2 separate regions of the Anas platyrhynchos genome follow, and region 2 is linked to region 1. A link is a contact called in public Hi-C data. All regions are on one chromosome and are shown on one strand. The core of a region is the stretch at or near the end of the contact, and the rest is flanking DNA. Distances in the headings are between cores, read along the strand shown. Region 1 holds the start of MITD1 (microtubule interacting and trafficking domain containing 1). Region 2 holds the start of REV1 (REV1 DNA directed polymerase).

The links. A called contact is a pair of places that touch in the nucleus more often than the background predicts.
Region 2: a Hi-C map of subcutaneous adipose tissue shows a contact between it and region 1, with 1.9 times the contacts expected there. The contact joins the promoter of REV1 here to the promoter of MITD1 in region 1. A contact is called at or near these places in 3 of 8 Hi-C or Micro-C datasets (liver, skeletal muscle and subcutaneous adipose tissue).

What each region holds. Positions count from the first base shown.
Region 1 is chr1:139,894,273-139,899,287 of IASCAAS_PekinDuck_T2T, forward strand. It overlaps MITD1 (microtubule interacting and trafficking domain containing 1), which reads right to left and starts at 1,583. Exons shown (of 7, transcript XM_005013433.6): 1 at 1,308-1,583; 2 at 1,061-1,162; 3 at 807-943; 4 at 641-727. The coding sequence starts at 1,461. It overlaps MRPL30 (mitochondrial ribosomal protein L30), which reads left to right and starts at 1,521. Exons shown (of 5, transcript XM_027446367.3): 1 at 1,521-1,667; 2 at 1,919-1,999; 3 at 2,715-2,861; 4 at 3,197-3,270; 5 at 3,359-3,546. The coding sequence starts at 1,623. The coding sequence ends at 3,491.
Region 2 is chr1:140,026,341-140,031,943 of IASCAAS_PekinDuck_T2T, forward strand. REV1 (REV1 DNA directed polymerase) reads right to left here and starts at 3,439. Exons shown (of 24, transcript XM_038173211.2): 1 at 3,283-3,439.

The sequences.
Region 1 (5,015 bases), core at 333-2,832:
TTTTGAAACCACACATTCTATTTTTGGTGACCTCTTCCTAAAATCCCCCCAAAAAACGTTACGTTTTAATAATAATTTAAACTCAAAGAAAGTTTCTTGGATGAGAGTATATTTGTATTTTTGTTGACAGGATAAGAAACAGACAGATTACAGATACACTACAGGATGTGGAGGAAGAGCTCGCCCTCAGCCCTTGAGAACTAGATACAGATTACTATTTGATATAGAATAAATGCAGGGATAGTTTGAAAGGTTTTAGCTCATCAAAGCATCTAAAATGATAGCTATATAAGCTGTTTGAAAAGGAAAAAAAAATATATTGACACTTTGTTTTTGATGGCATTTTCAACAACAAATTTTTTACCAAAAATATCTTTTTCATTTAAGATCCGTCTTACCAAGGATTTGTTAGACTTATCAAAGAACTCTGAATGTATGAGATTACTTATATTCAACTATCACATTTAATTTTTCTCTTAATCTGTGTTTTCTGCATCAAAGGCATCAAAGCCTTTCTCTAACAAGTTCGTGTAAGTAAGAATAAATTTATATTTCAGTTTTACATACATACACACGTTGCGTGTGTTTGTGTGGTGTCACCTGAGAACGGGGAAAAAGAAACCAAGATCTATGCACTTACTTCATCATAGGAAGTGAGGAGGTGGATAGTTTTCACTTTGCATGGCCCCTTAACCAGCATCTCACAGAACCGTAGGAAGTTATACAACTGTAAAAGTTTTGTTTAATTTAGTAACCTGGATTTTTTTGGTTGTTACATGCATGTGCTATGCTGAACATCCACTTGCCTGATGAACGTGCCTAATGTATGGGTCCTCCACCCAAACTTCAGAAACTATCTCGGTCAGATACTCTTGGAAAAGCTTTTCATAGCTGTAACCTGTTGCATTTTCCTCTATCCTGATTTGCTTATGGTATTTGCCGTCTGAAAAAAAAAAAAAAGGATTTTTCAGTAAAGACCCCGCCAGAAATCCCACATTAACCACCCTGCCCACCTGATGCCGGCCAGTTAAAGACGCACGGGTCGGTCTCAGCTCCCCACCTTGTTTCTCCTTCTCGATGTGCTTTTTAATGTCCTCAGCCCTGGTCATGTACTCGGATATTTTCTGCCGGTAACGCTGCTTTTTTGCCTCATCCTTTGTGCCTGCGAAGCCAAACCGCGCGGGTCGGTGCCCTCCACACCTCGGCCACCCGGGCACCGGCACCTCCCGGGGGGACGGGGCTGGGGACGAGGACTGGGAGCGGGATGGGGACGGGGATGGGGACAGGGACAGCGATGGGACCGGTACCTTTGACCACCTGCAGCAGCAGGTCGATGCCCTCCTGGTAGCACACCAGCGACTCCTGGAAACGAGACGCCAGGTCCAGCTCCACCGCCCGCTTCACCGTCTCCGCACCAGCCCGCTCCAGCGCCGCGGTGCCATCGCCCCCCGCCCGCGACATGGGGACCGGGAGGGGTCCGGGAGGGGACGGGGACGGGGACGGGCTGCCGGGGAAATGGAAACCGAGGCGGGGGAGGGGGCTGTGCCTCAGCCTTGTCCTTCCCCCGCCTCGGAACTCGGGCGCAGCGGTGGCGGTGCCCGGCCGGGGAGCTGCGCCACGAAATGGCGGCGGGGCGCGGCGCCGTGGGGGTGGTAGCTGGGTGGAAGGTGCCCGGGGGTCCCTGGGGGCTGTGAGGGGCTGGTTGGGGTCCTGAGGGGTCTGTCGGGGTCTCTGCTGGCCGGGAAAGGTCGGGGTACCTCAGTGTCGGGGTGTTTTCTTTGCCTTCAGCCGCCGCGAGATGTAGTAAATGCAGGCTGCGTGCACGCCGAATATGAATTTAAGCGGCTGTATAATCTGCTGGAGGGTGTTGTAAGACGACAAATTACATGGTTTTTTTAATATATAATGTTTTTTTTAGGTGCTGGGGAGGAGGGCCGAGGGGGTAGCGCCCGCAGTCTGGGCCCGTCAGATGTTCACCAGGTCGAGGATTCCCAAGGAGGTACGTGCTGCCCTGGCTGAGGACGCTGAGAATTAAGCATCAACCTGCTTAATTTGGGGCTGAATTCTGTGCTGTGGCACATTTCTGGAGACGTGGGTAAATGGCTCTAAAACCAAAGAGACTGGAGGCTGGGTTTAATTTGTGTTGTAGCTTGTCTTTCTGCAAGATACCCTTTAGTTTCACTTTTCCTAAAATCATTCGTAAAGCCTGTGGAAAAACTCACCGTTCATGGGCTGAACAGAGGTGCTTCTGTCAGATACATGTGGATGAAGTGCTGTTGTGGGGAGCTGGGGTCAGCCTCTTCTCAATGATAACCAGTGATAGGACTAGAGGGAATGGCCTCAAGTTGTGCCAGGGAGGTTCAGGTAGGAAATGAGGAGCCATTTCTGCTCAGAAAGAGCAGTCAGGCACTGGGACGGGTTGCCCGGGGAGGTGGTGGCGTCACCGTCCCTGGGGGTGTTCAAGGAGAGGTTGGGCCTGGTGCTTGGGGACATGGGTTAGTGGGTGACAGTGGTGGTAGGGGTGTGGTTGGACCTGATGGTCTTGCAGGGCTTTTCAGCCATAATGATTCTATGGTTCTACGTATCTCCATGCAGTCGTATGGCTTAACTTCAGAGTCAATGCATTAATCTGCAAAACATTATAAAAATATATTTTTAAAGTGTAATAATAATTCACATGTTTAGAAAAACAGTCTGTGACACTTTTATTCTAGGTATTTCAGCCACGGCCTGGAGATCATGAAAAGTATGGAGGCGACCCTGAGCAGCCCCACAAAATCCATGTTGTTACTAGAATAAAAAGTGTTATTGGTCGCCCATATTGGGAAAAGATGATAATACATAATCTTGGACTGGATAAGGTATTGTGGTGATGGTTGTTGTTCATACTTGTTATGCATGTCAAATATGTAGAGAAATAGGGTAGAATTCAGGTGTCAGGTTTTTTGCACATTTGCTTATTTGTAAGGACTTCAATTTTTACAGTCACTAAGCTTCAATTTCTTTACAGCTACTATAAAGTACAACTGAGAAATGGATTATGTATATAAGAGCTGAACAGTAATACACAACTATTATTTCTCTAAATCTAAATTTGCATATATGGTTTATATCTTTCCTGATAGTGTGGAAAGTTCAGTGAACAGAGATTTGTGCTTTAGAAGTGTATTTTGAAAACCTCTGCTATCCTTTATAGGCACATCAACCAAGACTGCACAAAAATATTCCTTCTGTGAATTCCAAACTGAAAGTTGTTAAACATCTGATCAGGTTTGTTAGCTATTTATTTTATTTGGAATACTTAATATAACTCCATTCTAGTCACAGAACCTTACTAAGCAAACTCTTCTGCCTTTAGGATACAGCCGCTGAAACTACCTCATGGATTGCCAACAGAAGAGGAAATGTCAGACACCTTTCTTACGAGCAAGGGAGAGCTTATCATTAGAAGTCGTCTGAAACCTGTAGAGCAGAAAGAAATTAAGTCATAAGGTGTGCTGGTTGGATTTACGTTCTCTCAAATAAATAATTTAACTCCTGTGTTCAGTGTTTGTGTATGAAACGGAAGCTTAATTCTTACCACGTCTGGTACAAGTGGCAGAGATGATGCTGATGATTAAAAGATTTGCGGAAGGGTTACGTGTGTACAAATATAAAATTCAGTGTTGCTAATGTTTGTCTGAAATACTAGATGGCTGGGGTTTTTACTTCATGTTTGAGCATTTTGATTAGATTATTGCAGTTTATGGCCAGCTTTTAGAGACCTTTATAAAGACGATTAGATAAGCAGGAAAGTAAGCAGAATAGATGTAACTAATGATGGACAGTGCATTTCCCAGCTATTAGGAAAGGTTTACAATGAAGGTGCATGACTCTACCTTTACTGTACTAAGAAAAGAACAGGAATTGAAATGGCTTCTGTTCAAAAGTTACTTGAGAACTGACTGGGTATCCATGGACAGCTTAATTTATTGAGTCAGGCTTTGTCATTCAGGTATCAAACTTGTTCCTTAGCAGACAGTCTCATCTGGCTTCACATGTATCTTAAAATAGGGACCTGAACTCCCCATTTGGGAGTGACAGAAGGAGCGATTCACATCTTGCTAGGTTGTACAGTTTGTCTTTCAGGAAACACGTCACTGCATACGTGTTTCTTGATTCTAAGTGTTTAGTATTAATAGCCTAAGAGCTATAATCTGTGTGAAAGTTAATGTTTTTCTCATGGTAATATTGCAGACCTAAGAAATCTGGAGGCCCTAAAGCGTATCTGTTTGATTTAGGTTAGTAATTATGAGCTCCAAACATACAAAATAACACCTTTCATGGGATTATCTTGAATAGTACTGTGTGCAATGATTTAAAGACTATTTCTGTTTACGGTTTAAGAGTTGTTGTCAAAATTAGGAAGCTGCTGCTGTATCAAATGATAAAGTCATTTGCATTCCAGCAAGCATAAATCCCATAGTTTACCACGCTGTGAGTCTCTCCCATGCTAGAGTCACTGTAGAGGAGTTAATCTTAATGGCTGTGTGTTGTGAGAACATCAGAGGGATACAAGTGGCTGAAAACGAATGTTTATCCTTTCTGCATGCTTGCAGAGAGGAGTAAAAACTAGTAGGAGTTCAAACAAATAGGCATATCAGTAGAGGGACATAAAAACTAGAGATACTGCGTGCAGGAGAAAGACAAAGGATAGGCGTAGTAGTACACTGAAGAGTGCAATGGTTCCTGCAGACAGGCCAAAGGCAGAAATGCAAACTTGAGCTGAAAAACCTCAATTTTTCAACAAATTACAGGCTGCAGTCAGAAGGACACAAAAAAAAAGACTGATCTCTGCCAAAAGGATATAGAATAGCAAGGAAAAAATGAGGCAGGTAAATGGATGTTGGTTTTCTTGCTTCCCCCTTCCTTTCAGTATCTGCACAGCATCTTGTGCTGCAATGTACAGTCCGTGTGGTGATTTCTGTGTTCCCACTGAGTAAAGCTGAAATTTCAGCCTGGAAGGACATGTAGTG
Region 2 (5,603 bases), core at 2,189-4,688, 130 kb after region 1:
CTGCCAGAAGACTGACAAGTCTTTAAGCCAGCACAAAAAAGCCTTGCAGCAGATCTCAACCCTACTAAGCGTCAGCACTGCTTTCAAGTTTTGGCATTTGAACCAATCCATCTGCACTTAACCTGCAAAGAACCTGAGCAGTGTCTTATCCTGAACTGAATTAGGTATTTTTTCAGGATTTTTTTTTTCATTCAAAAAGCTGAAAAGGTCTTTGTGATTCAAGCAACCCAAATAGGGTTTGTTGTTACCTCCTTACGTTGGGATTTGGTTAAAGTGTTTACAGATACCTGGGAACAGGAAGCAAAACCAACACAAAAGAGTTAACCACACGGTTAAACTTTATTTATGCCAGCAAGTTCCAAACCACCAGCTTCAGCACTATTAAACAGGAAGAATACTAACTGGGAGACCTTAAGCTTTGAAATAGGAAATGAACTAGGAAAAAAAAAAAAACAAAACACAAAAAACAAACCACAACCCACCATCTACTTTTCCCAAAAGTTAACGCTGAAATTCAGGGGACACCGTCTGCTTAAACAGTTGCAGCAAAGAATATCGAAGATACAGCGATCATCTCTATGGGTATACCAAATTAAAAGTATCTCTCAGATGAATTTAACCGTCACAGATTCCTTAACTACAGTAGCAGCAGCCCTCCAGCTAGCTCTAAAAAGACAAGCAACAGGAATGGAAGTTATCATCACTGCCCAGAATTTAAAGCTGTTCTACGTACTCACCTCTCTTCCACTAAAGAGAAAGAAGAGTTTCCTAATTCTCATTCCTATCTTATGAGCACCAGCTACTCCACATGAAATACAGAAGCAGAGGGACCACAGACATGAGAAGCCCTCCTCCCTAAAACCAGCTGTGTCTCCAATTAAAATGCTGTCTGGTTTCTACAACAGAGCAGAAAGCTGCTCTCAGGGAGAAGAAGCTCTACACAAACTTGACTCTTAAAAAAAAGAGACATTTCCACAATTACACTGCATGAACTGTTTGAGAATTCCTCACCTGTTCCTCATGCTCTTTTGCATCCAGTTAGATTTGCTCTCTTTACTTTCATCAGTAAACACATGGCACTGTCACCAAACTCTACGTTGTATTCTTGGGGGAGGGTTTCAGCATTTGGGTATTTAGCTCCCTTGCTGCATCTATACCAGGCAAACACACTCTTAAGAGCCGACAGAGATCTCAGAGATAATATAGTACTTTAATTAAAGCAGAAGGATGTTCAATAAAAAAAATCATTCTTCATAATGTAAACAATAGCTTAACAGATTAAATGGGGGAAAGCACATGGCAGGGTCAGGTAAGTTATTCTTTTCCTACATGTCCTGAACAACTAATTCATTAAGAAGTCTGTAATCACATTTTTCCTATGTTCTTGAAACGAGTTTTTGTATTAGAGTCTTTTTTCTTTTTTAATCTTCCTAGTAGCTGAAATGGATGGCAGCAAGATTGAAAATTTGCCATGAAGCTTCCTTAAGACAGAAATCCAGGTCGAGGGATGAGAAAAGACTGATCAAACTCAGCTCCCGCTTACGAGACACTGGCTGCACCAGGCAGACCAGGCTATGGCTAGGTAAGAGGATGCACACCATCCAGACAGACAGACTGGCAATACATTTGGAAGGCCAAATATGAATAATGCACTGAAATATGAATAATGCACTGAAGACATACACTGTGCACAAAAATATACATGTGGAGCTTACTACATTGGCCTGAAATATGTTTTTTTTTTTTTTCCAGTATACTACCACAGCTTTACTTTAAAAACAATCTATCTCCAAGTAGTTAAACAGCAGCAAGTCACAAGGCAGGTGTCTGCACTGAGCCTCTACTAACTGTCCTAGCAATGACCTCCAGTCTGACAGCTTGGGATTATTTACCAACAGGGATTTGGTGCACCGTCCAGTGGCAGAATTGGGCTGAGTGAAAGACAATTATGGTGGGGATGGGCAGCGACTACACGCCTGAGACAAGATGGCAAAGAGAGAATTTGTCAGAGATCTGGATTTCTGCATTAAATACCTTAATAAAACGGGGCTGTTTCACAAATGTATTTTGGCTGTAACCTTTTCATTAGGTGCTGTTGTTGTTCCGACAGGACTGTTTTAAACTGTTGCCTAATTGCTATTAAATATAAGAGGTTATAGTTAAAATTCAGCTCATGCAATTGCAATCTGCTGGGTTTGCTTCCTTGCATTGCACTATCAAATTCGAGATTGGACCTCGACTTTAAATCAAGATCCATAATAAACATCAACTCTTCTTTTTCAGGGAGAAAAACCTCTCATTAACACAAACCGAGCATTTGCAGGCCTTGCCTTTCCAAAGGCTAACATTAACCATAAAGCACGGGGGGGATAATGGAACACTGCAGCACGCACCATGGCTTTCCTATCCCCCCCCCTTCAAAAAAAAATATAATAATAATCGCGTGCTTACGCTCTCACCCTACCCTCGGCTCTCAAGGTTTACATGCCATCCCCGCGCACCTCCCTCCCATCAGGGGCCTTTTGCTGGGTCAGGCCGGCGCTGGCTACGTAGCAAAACACAGCAGCAGCAGCAGGCGGGGAAAGGGGGGAAGGAGAGGGGGGGGGATAGAAGAGGCGAGCCCTCCGTGCCCCTTCCTCCCCCCTCACAATCAACGCAGGGCGCAAAATCCGCAGCCGGCTGCGGGTGGGGGGGGAGGTAGGAAGGGAGGAGAGGAGAGGAGAGGAGAGGGCGGCGGGGCTGCGACAGGGCTCCCCCCCCCCTTAATTTATCCCCTCCCCTATTTCCCCGCAGTGACCCCTCGCTGCCGACCCCTCCCCAAACACCCCCCCCCATACACACACACGGGTACCCCCCTGCAGGTGCCGGCGGGGGAGGGGCACCTGAGACCCCCCCCCCCCCAAACCTCCCCCTCCCCAAACCCTAACACCCCCTCCCCAATCTTTAACACCCCCCCAACCCTAACAAGCCCCCTCAGCCCTCCCCCTCCCCCTCCCCTCCCCTCCCCCCTCACGCCCCCCGCCGGCGGTTACATAACGCCACCCCCCCCCTCCTCCTCCTCCTCCTCCTCCTCCTCACCTCCCTCCTTCCTCCTCCTCCTCAGGCCCAGGCCGCAGGGAGGGGCCCCGCAGCCCCCCCCCCCCCCCCCCCCCCTACTTCCCCCCCTCACGGCTCTTTTCCTCTCAGGCCAACCGCCATGGGGGCCTCGCCATGACGGGGGGGGGGGTGAAGGCAGGCAGGCAGGAAGGAAGCAAGGAGCCCGCAGCGCCGCTCGCCGCTCACCTTCCGCCGCCTCCCAGCCGCGCTGTGTCGCCGGCCGGGGCTTCACATGGCGGCTGCCCCCGGTAACGGCCGCCAGCCTTCCTCCTCCTCCTCCTCCTCCCCCCGCCCTCCCTGCGCGCGCGTCACGGGAGCGCCTCGCGCCACCAACGGCCGCCCGCCGGGCACGTGACGCGGGGCGGGGCGGGGCGGGACGGGCGCGCGCGGCTCCCGCTCCCCTCCCGCTCCCCGCCCCGCCCCGCCCCGCTGAGGGATGGCCGCGGGGCGGCGGCGCCCCCTGGCGGGGCGCTGAGGGCGGCCCCCTGAGGGGATGTGCCCCTAGAAAGGAGGCCCTCGTTCCTCCTGCTGCTCATAGGAAGCTTGTCTGTGGTTCATTTGGCTTTATAAAGAGAAAATGGCTTTATAAAGAGAAAAGTCCCGCAAATACACATTGGTACAACCCCAGTCACGCTGGCTCAAACCCCAGTTTGCCCACCAGCCCTCACGTGGATTCAGTTTCAGCAATAAAATGCATCCCTCTTTGTAACAGAAGCCCTTATCCATAATCGTCCTTCCTCCACCTGCGTTGTCAGAGCACGGAAATGGCTGTCCCGTGCTTTAGAAAAAGTTTTCAAGGGTTTTCCTGCCCTGAGCTGTGTGAGGGAGCCAAAAGCCTTAGCACTGGCCATACCTTTCCCCTCACCTCACACTTATCAAAATGTCCACATAGGCTAAGGAAAAGTTGAGTCCATGAAGTTCATGTCTGAAGACTGAAGTCTGGTGCCCCTCAGGGCATGGTTTCTTCATTGCACTTAGAAAAATGTTCAAGGGAAACCTAGCACCTTCATGCGAAAAAACAAAAACAAAAACAAACAAACCACAAAACAAACCCAAAAACATTTATTTTTTACCCAGAATTTTAATGAAACCGCTCTCGGTCCTTGCCAGTCTGGAGCAAACCAAGTGTTCCCAGTGCTGTGTGAGTGGATGTGCGCGTTACTGCTTCCTTCCAGAGCTATTTCTCTAGGGGGCAGTTGTGGAGCAGAAAGGCAGAAAGACAAGTGGAACGGGGATTAATTTAGGTTGGCAAGAGCAGCTTTAAAATGGTTAGTCAATGATTATATTTTATTTTTAAATAGAAGCTGGCATATTAGCAAATTATAAGAGGAACCAACAATTATTTAGGGAGGCATGTGGGGACGGCTGTTTAGTTTTGTGAAGTAAAGCTAGGGTAAGAGTTAACAGTGAAAAAGGGTGAAGTAGCCATACAACACTTCCAGCAAAGATTACATACAATTAGTTAAAATAAGTAAAAGGGAAAAAGTACAAAAGTTTAGGTAAAGGGACAAATATTAAAAGGAATTATTTTATTCTGTGTCTTGTAAAGCCTTCATTTTGCACTTCATCTGCACTGGCAGGCTTCTAAGCTGACAGAAACATCTTAGGTTATAATAGCCAGATCAGGAACCGGGGCATAGGCTTACTCATTGTGTAAATATTTACAGGGTGAAGCCCAGCTTAAAGCGTGTTGACTTCAGAAAAATAATTCTTTCTATCTTCACCAAGTTTGGAATCAAATCTGGGGCTGGGGAGAGAAGGGCAACATATGTACAGGCCTCAGTTCAATGGGACTGTGTTCTTAGCTGGAGCATCTCAGTGAGGTGTTACTGGCAAGCAGCTTGTCCGTATAAATCCTACTGTATGAGTTAAAATTCTGCTCCAACAAAAACCAAAGAAGTAATTTCAATCAGTTCAGCATGAGGGAATTTCAGGTGAAGTATGAGAGACTTCGTGTCATGCTACTTGCAGCCTGATACAGGAGACATGACCTAGCAGTGGCTGCAGATGCTGTGAGCTTTGAAGGCTGTTGTCATAAATACAGGACAACTTTGGGCCTCCTTGTGCCAGGAAGGGCATGTAGAGCCGCTAATTGAAGGCCTGTCCTCACACTGATACTTCTGTGTGTTCCTTCTACTCTTATTTCCCAGTTACTTGATTGGTCTTGGGCCATCATAATACGAGGGCCAACAGGGACTCAATCCATTGCTATGACACAGAAAGAGGAATGGGGATAACTTAGCATTGGCCATGTTTTTCATGTTTTTCACAATTCACATTGTACTGATCTATAGTTAGCTATGTTTTAGAGGAAAAAGACTGGCAATGACTTGGCCCTGCTAGAGCCATGGTGATCATGAGGATGGCTCACCATCCTCATACCAGCTCCAGAGGCTAAGTAAGGTGAAGCTGACTGGCTACCAGTTAATGTTCTCTGCTTTTCCATACATCACTGTCCTGCAGCTTCTCCAGCTCTTACTCCATGCCAGCATCTCCTAGCAGACCAA